3 separate regions of the Mus musculus genome follow, and regions 2 and 3 are each linked to region 1. A link is a contact called in public HiCAR-type data. All regions are on one chromosome and are shown on one strand. The core of a region is the stretch at or near the end of the contact, and the rest is flanking DNA. Distances in the headings are between cores, read along the strand shown.

Region 1 (2,724 bases), core at 116-2,615:
CAGAAAGAATGGACCTTAGGAGGCAGTGTGTCTGTTTGAATGGTTTGGAGTTCCCTTCTGTCTAACACTGGAGCCCCACTGAATCTTGTTGCCTTGGGTTCCTTAATTTGTAGGATTCATAAGTGCGTTACTTCACTAGGGCCAGGATTAGGGTAAACAACATAGGATTTAGAGGAGCAAAAGAAAGTCAGCAATCAAAAGAAAAGATGTCTCAATGCAGTATTTTGGAAATGTTAAAACTAAGAAATTTTACTATGAACATGATATTACCAAATACAAGATCAACAAGCTTAAGTTACTTGAGATTGTTTAAGACTGTCACTGAGTGCTGGATGTGATGGCACATGCCTTTAATCACAGCACTAGGGAGGTAGATGCAGCAAGGGGAATCTCTGGGAGTTAGAGACAAGCCTGGTCTGGTCTACATGAGATCCAAGTTTCAGGCCAGCCAGGGATACACAGCGAGACAGTGTCTTTTTTCTTTTCTCTTTCTCTCTCTCTCTCTCTCTCTCTCTCTCTCTCTCTCTCTCTCTCTTTCTTTCTTTTAAGCTTTTCCATCTAGAATAACTGCCAAAGATGTAGAATTGAAACACAAAATGAAAAAAAAAAATCTAAAAAATACTGATCAGTTTCTTTCTATAAAAGTAAAATCTTAATTACACTTTGCTTTAAAATAAAGCAACGTTTTGACTTTTAACACTTCTTCAAAATGTTTTGGAATTTCATAAACTTTTAATGTTTTAGGGAAAACATATATACAAATACATAATATAAGGGCGCATTTCTCTTGTGCCTTAGGCACAGTTTGGGACCGGTACTTAATAAAGATGTTAAAAATTTTGCTCCTCACGTGTTTCTTGAATTTTTTGACTTAACATGTTAACATATCTAGATCACCGAGGTTTTGACAGCAATTAATTCTTCAGTCTTACTGCATTAGGAGACTTGTGTCGGTTTTAGTTCCTCCAGGGGCTCAAATATGTTTTATTTCACCTACCTCACTCCCTTTCCCAGGCTGGGAACATCAAATAATTTCAATTTAGGGCTGGGAATAGAGTTCTGGCCAGAGTTTGGTTAGCCAGTGCGGGGCCACTACCGGAGCGAGGGTGGAGATCAGGAAAAACAAAACAAAACAAAAAACCCCAACAACCAAACTAAACCAAACCAAACAACAAAAAAACAAAACCAAAATCGTAAAACTACCCACAGGTGGCATCGTTGATCCGCCCACTTCCGCCTGGACAGAAGTTCCTGGCACTTCTAAATTGAGGGGTCGTGTTTCCGGCGACATCAGCCGGCGGCATTTCAACGACGCACTTCAGAGATTTCCTGTCTTTCCTTGCATCTCGCGAGCTTTGCGGGCTCCGTGCGCCGGAAGCGAGCCGCTGGCGGTCGGGCTCTGCGTGTCCGGTGAGGGAGGGGAGAAGGCTGGCACGAAGTTGTGTTTCCCGAGTGCACGGGCGCGTGCGGGGCTCGGGAGGAGTTGTGCGGCTCCTCGCTGGAGTCCGAGTGTCCCCCGCCGTTCCCTGTGCTGCTCGCGAGCGCCACTTTGGGGGAAGAGCAGCCTCTTGCCCCCGCGGCGAGGCTGGGGAGCCGGGCTTACTCAGCGCTAACGGGGACGAAGGCACTGATTTGCGTCCTTTCGGAGTAGCGTTTACTGTGCCCGCACTGTTTGTAGAGACAGTTTTAGGGGTCTAGAATAACAGAACAAGTTGGAAAAAAAAATGTCCGAGACAACTTCTATTGTAAAGAAATCTAGCAGACAATGGATTGCAAGTGAGAACAGGTTTTTCCCCTCTTTTCTGCTGGTTGAGACCCAGAACCACAGAGTTTCTTTTGTCTCGCTCAGTTTTTGTTTTCAAAAAGAAAGGAACTCCCCACACGTGCAAAAAATGCGGTTGCAAATTGGGTGCACGAGAAGCTGGACGCGCTTAGGATTTAGGACTAGAGAGCATGTGTGTTCTTGATGGATACTGTAGTTTCTTGATTTATCATTTTTCTCTTTTCTTTCTTTCCTTTAGGAAAAGCCTAAAGATTAGGTTGTAAGAAAAACAGAAGCCATGTTTCGAAGACCTGTGTTACAGGTAGTCACTTTTCTACATTAGTGAGTGCTCCAACCGTGTTTCCATAGTCTATAGCCATGTTTTGTTTTGTTGCTTTTCGATTTTGCATACATAAGCACGAGATTCTTACGCCTATCCAGCGTGTTCTATGTGTTTATTTGATGTGGGAGATTCAGAAGGGATTTTGTGTGTGTGTGTGTTTATGTGTGTGTGAAGCTCATAATGTTTACTGAATCAAAAATGATTTTTAAAGTGTATTCGCATATGTAGTACACCTCATGAATTTAATTTAGTAAATATTTGTTACCAGTGCTTAGATCAGAGTATTCATTTAATTATGTAAGTTATTATTATCATTTTTGTTTTGCTGTTTTTGAGACAGCCACTCATAGTTAAGACTATCTTGAGACTCACTGTTAGGCTGAGATGACCAAGAACCTTCCTCCTCCTGCTTCTACTTTGTCACCGATGGTATTTCAGGCCTGCCCCATCGCACCTGATTTCTTCTAACCTTGTCCCATATGGCTCTGGTCTTTTATGACCTTCTGGCCCCTCTCCTCCCCACTCCCATCTTGCTATCCAGAGAGCAGAGCTCACTTCTTGCCACAAATTCATGACCATTCTGCAATCTAGTCGGGTGTCCTCTACTCTAGCCAGCCTT
Region 2 (2,724 bases), core at 167-2,666, 880 kb before region 1:
AAACCATAATGTACCAGGGAAGACCTTGTTGGAATCAATATTCTTGGTATCACACACACCCCTACCCACTAGATCATAGCGAAAGTAATCCTGCAAAGCAACATATTATTATTATTATTATTAATTTTTCTTTTGGTAAAATGTGCCATAACTTACAGTGGCCTTGCAAGCACACTAGGGCGGGAAGTTCAGTTGTTATTCTAATACAGGTGATGACTGTGTCTCATCCTATTGGTAGAGTGCGACCTCAGACTCTGCCATGGTTGGATAGTTCCTAATAGATGCAAAGGAAGGAGGGAAGGAAGGGGTCCATAGCTCTTGTCGTCAGAATGGAAGGCCTTTGTGTAAACAGGTTTTCCAGATGATTAAAATACTTGAATAATTTTACAAGGTGGAGATTATTAGAGTATTGACTGTTGGTGTGCTAGCTACTGTTTATAGAAAAAAGTCCGTTTCTCACAACCTCTTGGGGTTAGGAGTAGTCTTAGGTTTGGAGTCTATCCAGATTTCAACAGAGGCAATACTGAGAGAAAAAAGCAGGCCGAGGAAGGCGGACTATTTTAATAGCCAGTGGAGCCTTTGTTTCTTGAAGGAAATCTGAAGTGAGTGAAAAAATTAGTTTTTCTGGAAAGATGACAGTAGGCTATCCTATAGACCTAGTAACTCGGAACAGATATGTATGTCTTGTTTTATGAGGATGAGCTTGAAAATTCATATTCCCTCCCCACTAATGGCCGGAGACTGAGCGCATCTGCGCGTCTACGTGCATCTATTTGTGTTACAGCTCCCACTGCGAGTACATTTCTACGGCTGAAGTCAGGTCTCGATTTGTTGCCATCTTGGTGTTGCATCTTAACTGGACTGCCCTCATGTCCTTATTTTTCTGCTTGCTTATTACATTAATAACAAGAGGAAATGCCAAAAAACCTCGAATTGGCTAAGGCTCGAGGCGTTAGGAACTTTCCCCCATGTTCCTGGCCGACTTATTCCGAGTGTGCCGGGTTGGGTTCCTCAGGTGATTCCCGTGCCACCAGTCCAGGTTCTGAAATTTAACACCCTGGCTGATTAGTCATTCAGAACAATGCTGAAACAACGATGCTATAAAATAAACATTGCGATGTTATAAAATAAACATTGCGTGGTTCAGAAAGGGCTTAGGCCTTTAACAAGGGCCCACAGTGGCAAGAACATGCATGAAAGCACCGTCTATATGAGCCAAAGCAGGGAGCAGCAGTAAGGTCAGCCAAGAGCACCTTGCCAGGCTGTGCCACGAGGCAGCCAGGGCTCCTCCTGAAGGACGACCTATCTGCCCGTTAACCTGGAGCCTCTAAGGTCCGCCAATGGCTTGAACTTGTCCCCTGTGGCCTACCATCAGCCCGGGTAGAGACGCAGTGCGACGCAGTGACGTCACGGGCCGGGACTCGGGGAAGTGACGCATCAGGGGTGGGAACTGCAGTCTTGCTAGTATGTCTGCGCTCACCCGTCTGGTACCTTTCGGCCGCGTCGGAGGCCGCCTGCTCCGGGGCTGCCGCGCGCGGGCGGCTGGAGACAGTGGAGTCCGTCAGTGAGTGTCGGGCGGGGGCGAGGGTTCGGCCGGCTTGAACAGGCAGCGCTGCCATCCGGACGCTGTCACCTTGAAGCAGTCGCCCGGGAGGGTGCGTGAAACTCCGCTGCCGCCCGAGGCATGCTGGGTCTTGTAGTTTTGCCTGGACCGAGACTGGCCTTTTAGTCGGCTTGGTGGGCTAGAGGTGAAGGGATGGCGCAGGGTTGCGGGAGAGAGGCGTTAACTAAGACCCGAGTGATAAGAATCCAGTCCCGCACAGTCTCCCGGACTGAGCCTTCCAAGCAGCTGGCTAGTGGAGGTCCCGAGCGCATGGAGACGGGTGGAGATGGGCTCAGAGACAAGACGGGTCCAGGCAGGGCAGACACGGAGACCTTGAGTCAGTAAGGTAGTATAGTCTGTTCTTTTCACCATTAGGTACATTTTTACGATTAAAATTTGGCACTTTTTTTGAGCCTCACTGTGTAGCCTCGACTGACCTGGAACTCATTAGTGATCCTCCTGTCTCTGCTTTCGGAGTGCTGGGATTAAAGGCGTGCGCCCCCAAGTCAGTGTTTAGATTTGGCACTTTAAATCCTAGATTGGATGCTGTGTCTTACTCATTTTGCCTTCTCTCCACCCGAGATTTGTAATACTTATAGCTTTATTTTGTTGTATTGATCTGTCTCTCAGTCTCTGTCTGTCTCTGTCTCTCTGTCTCTGTCTCTCTCTCGCTCGCATATAACCTGGCAGGTTTTGTCCACCGAGATTTCTTTTAAGATCTTCATACCGTTTTGGGGATGCTTCCCGTCCAGTTTCACTACTTAGCTTGGATTTCCCTTACCTCCAACGGGGGAAGAAGGGTTCCACTATTCATCTAAGTTCCCAGCCCTTGGTTTGGGTTTTTGGGCCACAAAAGGTCCAACCCAGCAATAGTTCAGGTGGAAACTTACCTGAAGTTTGGCTTCTGGTAACTAAGTTTCAGTTTCCTTCTCGTTGATTTATTATTACTTTTCGCCCTTTCATTATGGGGCTACAGCTTGATTCAGGAGTCTAATGATAGACCACTTGTCTTGGGTCTCTGAGTCGTCAGAGTGGGATCCCTGTGAATGCCAGCTTCAGTACTGGCTTCCCAGGCATTTGTGCTCAGTTACTGATACTTTTTTTTTTTTTTTTAAGATTTA
Region 3 (2,724 bases), core at 100-2,599, 600 kb before region 1:
CTTTAGTAGTGTTTGCATGTATGCCAAATGTATCCCTATTTTCAAGGACACAAATAGAATTGAGAAAAAGATAAGGAGAAGACACCCTGGCCAAAGTCGCTCAGCTTTATCAGGGCATCCCAGGGACCTCTGAGGATGATGTGGACTAGCAGGTGCCTGTAACTTCTAGACCAGCCGAGCATCATCTAAGAACCAAGTAGGTAATCCTAATGACTTCTCTTCACGAAGTAAATCCCCTTATAGAATTCAAGACTGAAAAACAAGGCACGCCCCTCCCCCACTAGATGGCACTGAAACGCCTTGTTCGCGATTTTCAAAATGCAGGGAGGAAAAAAAAAAAAAAAGACAAAAAGAATATGGTGGAGGTGCGTTCCTTTCGACTCACAAGTCCTGCTGTGCAAAGCTGGGTCCCTAGGGCACTCTCTTTTCCCCAGGGCAGCTCTTTATCCCTCAGTGGGGAACCCCGACTTTGGAGAGAGGGTGAAAACCGAAGGGTGAGCTTTAGAATGAAACCCCTAGTATGTGAAGCTGGATGGGAGGCTCCCAGCTTTGCGGCTCTGCTTCACGTGAGAGAAGCAGGGGGCGGGGTAGGGTGGGGATGGATCCTCTAGCTGGGGCCCACCTCTTCAAGGTCTGGAGTCTCGGTCCCACCTCAAAGAGGCCCTGCGGAGGCTAAATCCAGCGGTCATAGGGAAATCACGACAAACCCTATACCGAGGTTGCCTATAACTTCCTCTCCTCCAAAATCAACTGCCCTCTCACCCCACAGCGGCTCTCTTCTGGTCTTGAACGGATCAGTTAGTTGTCCCCTTTTCTTGCCGAAGAGTAAGGACAGGTGTGTGTGTGTGTGTGTGTGTGTGTGTGTGTGTGTGTGTGTGTATGTGTTGGGGTGTCGGCCGCTGGCTCACGGCTGCTCTCTGCTCAGTTCCAGGTAGAAACGCCAGTAGCTAGCAAGGTAGTGCTTATAGCTTTCTGGGGAAAAACAAAGATCAAACGAATAGGAGACACTAGAGGCGGAAACCGAGGTGCAGGGGTTCTCCCAGAGCCGGTTAAAGACCGTTCTCTAAGCATTTTCTTCTTTAAAGAACTGTGGCGAATTTAAGGGACTTTTCCACGGTCAAAAGAGAAACGGGAGACGTAGGCACCAACACTAAATTTATAATAATACACGTAAACATGCTACATATATGTATATGTGCATTAATATGGATGTGGTGGAGCCCATACCTACCTAGACACCATTGACTTGCCTGGCCAAAGAACAAGGCTCAGACATTTCGTGCCTGGAAAATGGTGTGGTTTAACTTTAAGAAGGCTAGAAAAATAAGAGATGAGGCTCACGTTGCACGGATGACATCACTAGCTTTTGGCTGCGCGCTCCGTGTTCTCGGCTGTGGGTTTTAGCCAAGGCTGCAGCGCCTGGAGGCCGAGCGAGTGACAGCGGCTTTCTCGGGCGCCCACACCCGGGCAATGCGATTTCTGGAGCCCCTGGGGTGCAGCTTGGGCTCTCGCTCCTCTCGGGCGTCGCCTGAGCCTGAGAGGCCCGGAAGCCTCTGCAGCTCGAGGAGGTAGGGAGGTGAAGCCGAGGCGCCCAGGCTCCCCCACCCCTCTATCCCCCGCCCCATTCACCCCAGTGCGGGGAGCCGGATCGCGGGACGCTGAGGCCGGGACGGGATATTCCACACGAGGCCGAGGGATCCCTAGTCTCGGCACCCGGGTGGGCTGAGAAGAAAATGGTGCAATCTGAGAGCGGCTGACCCCAGCTGGTTAGAGCAAGCGGTGCTGGAGTGCTTGGGCTCAGGTGGCGAAGGGGGCGGGTTGCTTCGAGCAGCCGGGCTCCGGGTTTTCTTCGTGCTCGCAGCATTTTCTCAGCACCTGGGCATCTCGCACGCGGGGCTGCGGAAGGCCAGGTGAAGTGGAGCAGAAGGGATATTGGAGAGGGCCGGGTGCACACACTCCAGGAAGAAGAAGGCGCTGGAGAGAGCCGCATGACACCGGGGAGGCTGGCGGCTGGGCGGGCAGCTCGCCACCCCTGAGCGACCTGTCCATGGTGTTGAAGGAGCTCCGAGCGCTCCGGGTGCGCCCTCCTCTGTGCAGTCCGTCCCTAACGCCCGTCAGCTGCCGCCCAGTCTCTGCAAACCCCGGGCCCTGAACAGTCGCGTAACGCCGCCCGAGTGTCCCCGCTGTCCAAAAGCGGAGCTGTCTTAATGGGGAGGCCAGAGGCAGGCCATCCGGGAGCTCGCGGGCAAAGGCTGGTAGAGACCATGCGTCTGCGGGCAGCTCGCTTCTGAGAGCACCCGTGGGGTCGGCAGGAGTCAAGGACCTAGTGGTGATCAGAGGACTCAGGCTTTGAAAAGACCCAACCTGGAAAAGAACAGTTCTGGGCACGCGTCCCCGGCCTTCGGCTGCAGACCGAAAAGGGGAGGAGAGTCCCAGAGAAAGAGATCCAGGCTGCACTCCCTACTCCGGGCAACCGGCCGTGAGCGCGATCCGTCCTTCGGCGAAGTGTCGCGTCCTCAGATCTCCCTCCCTATCATTCATTCCCAGGAAGCCAGGACTGTCACTCCGGTCAGCAAGCTGCACAGAGAAACCCAGCAAGCCTCGCCGTGGTCGAGAGCACTTGGTGTTTAGTTTGTGATTGCTGGGCGGCGTGCAGAGGCGGACGGAGGGTTAGGACTGTTGCCCCCTGAACGGTGGGAAGTGGCCGTGCTGAGTTCACCACCG

The links. HiCAR-type assays count read pairs that join an accessible place to other places.
Region 2: a contact with region 1 is called in a HiCAR-type map of astrocytes, with 5 times the contacts expected there. The contact joins the promoter of Ndufb2 here to the promoter of Ssbp1 in region 1. A contact is called at or near these places in 3 of 39 promoter capture datasets (the C10 cell line, the HPC-7 cell line and cranial neural crest), 2 of 115 datasets of contacts at active chromatin or transcription factors (astrocytes and large pre-B cells) and 2 of 9 other capture datasets (adipose tissue and liver).
Region 3: a contact with region 1 is called in a HiCAR-type map of astrocytes, with 4 times the contacts expected there. The contact joins the promoter of Tmem178b here to the promoter of Ssbp1 in region 1. A contact is called at or near these places in 2 of 39 promoter capture datasets (embryonic stem cells and neural stem cells), 2 of 484 Hi-C or Micro-C datasets (both in embryonic stem cells), 11 of 115 datasets of contacts at active chromatin or transcription factors (astrocytes, embryonic basal ganglia, embryonic forebrain and 3 more) and 1 of 9 other capture datasets (embryonic stem cells).

Annotation. Positions count from the first base shown.
Region 1 is chr6:40,470,050-40,472,773 of GRCm38.p6, forward strand. Ssbp1 (single-stranded DNA binding protein 1) reads left to right here and starts at 1,366. Exons shown (of 6, transcript NM_028358.2): 1 at 1,366-1,410; 2 at 2,022-2,084. The coding sequence starts at 2,061.
Region 2 is chr6:39,591,149-39,593,872 of GRCm38.p6, forward strand. It overlaps Ndufb2 (NADH:ubiquinone oxidoreductase subunit B2), which reads left to right and starts at 1,417. Exons shown (of 4, transcript NM_001358797.1): 1 at 1,417-1,564. The coding sequence starts at 1,467.
Region 3 is chr6:39,870,087-39,872,810 of GRCm38.p6, forward strand. It overlaps Tmem178b (transmembrane protein 178B), which reads left to right and starts at 1,350. Exons shown (of 4, transcript NM_001360978.1): 1 at 1,350-2,724.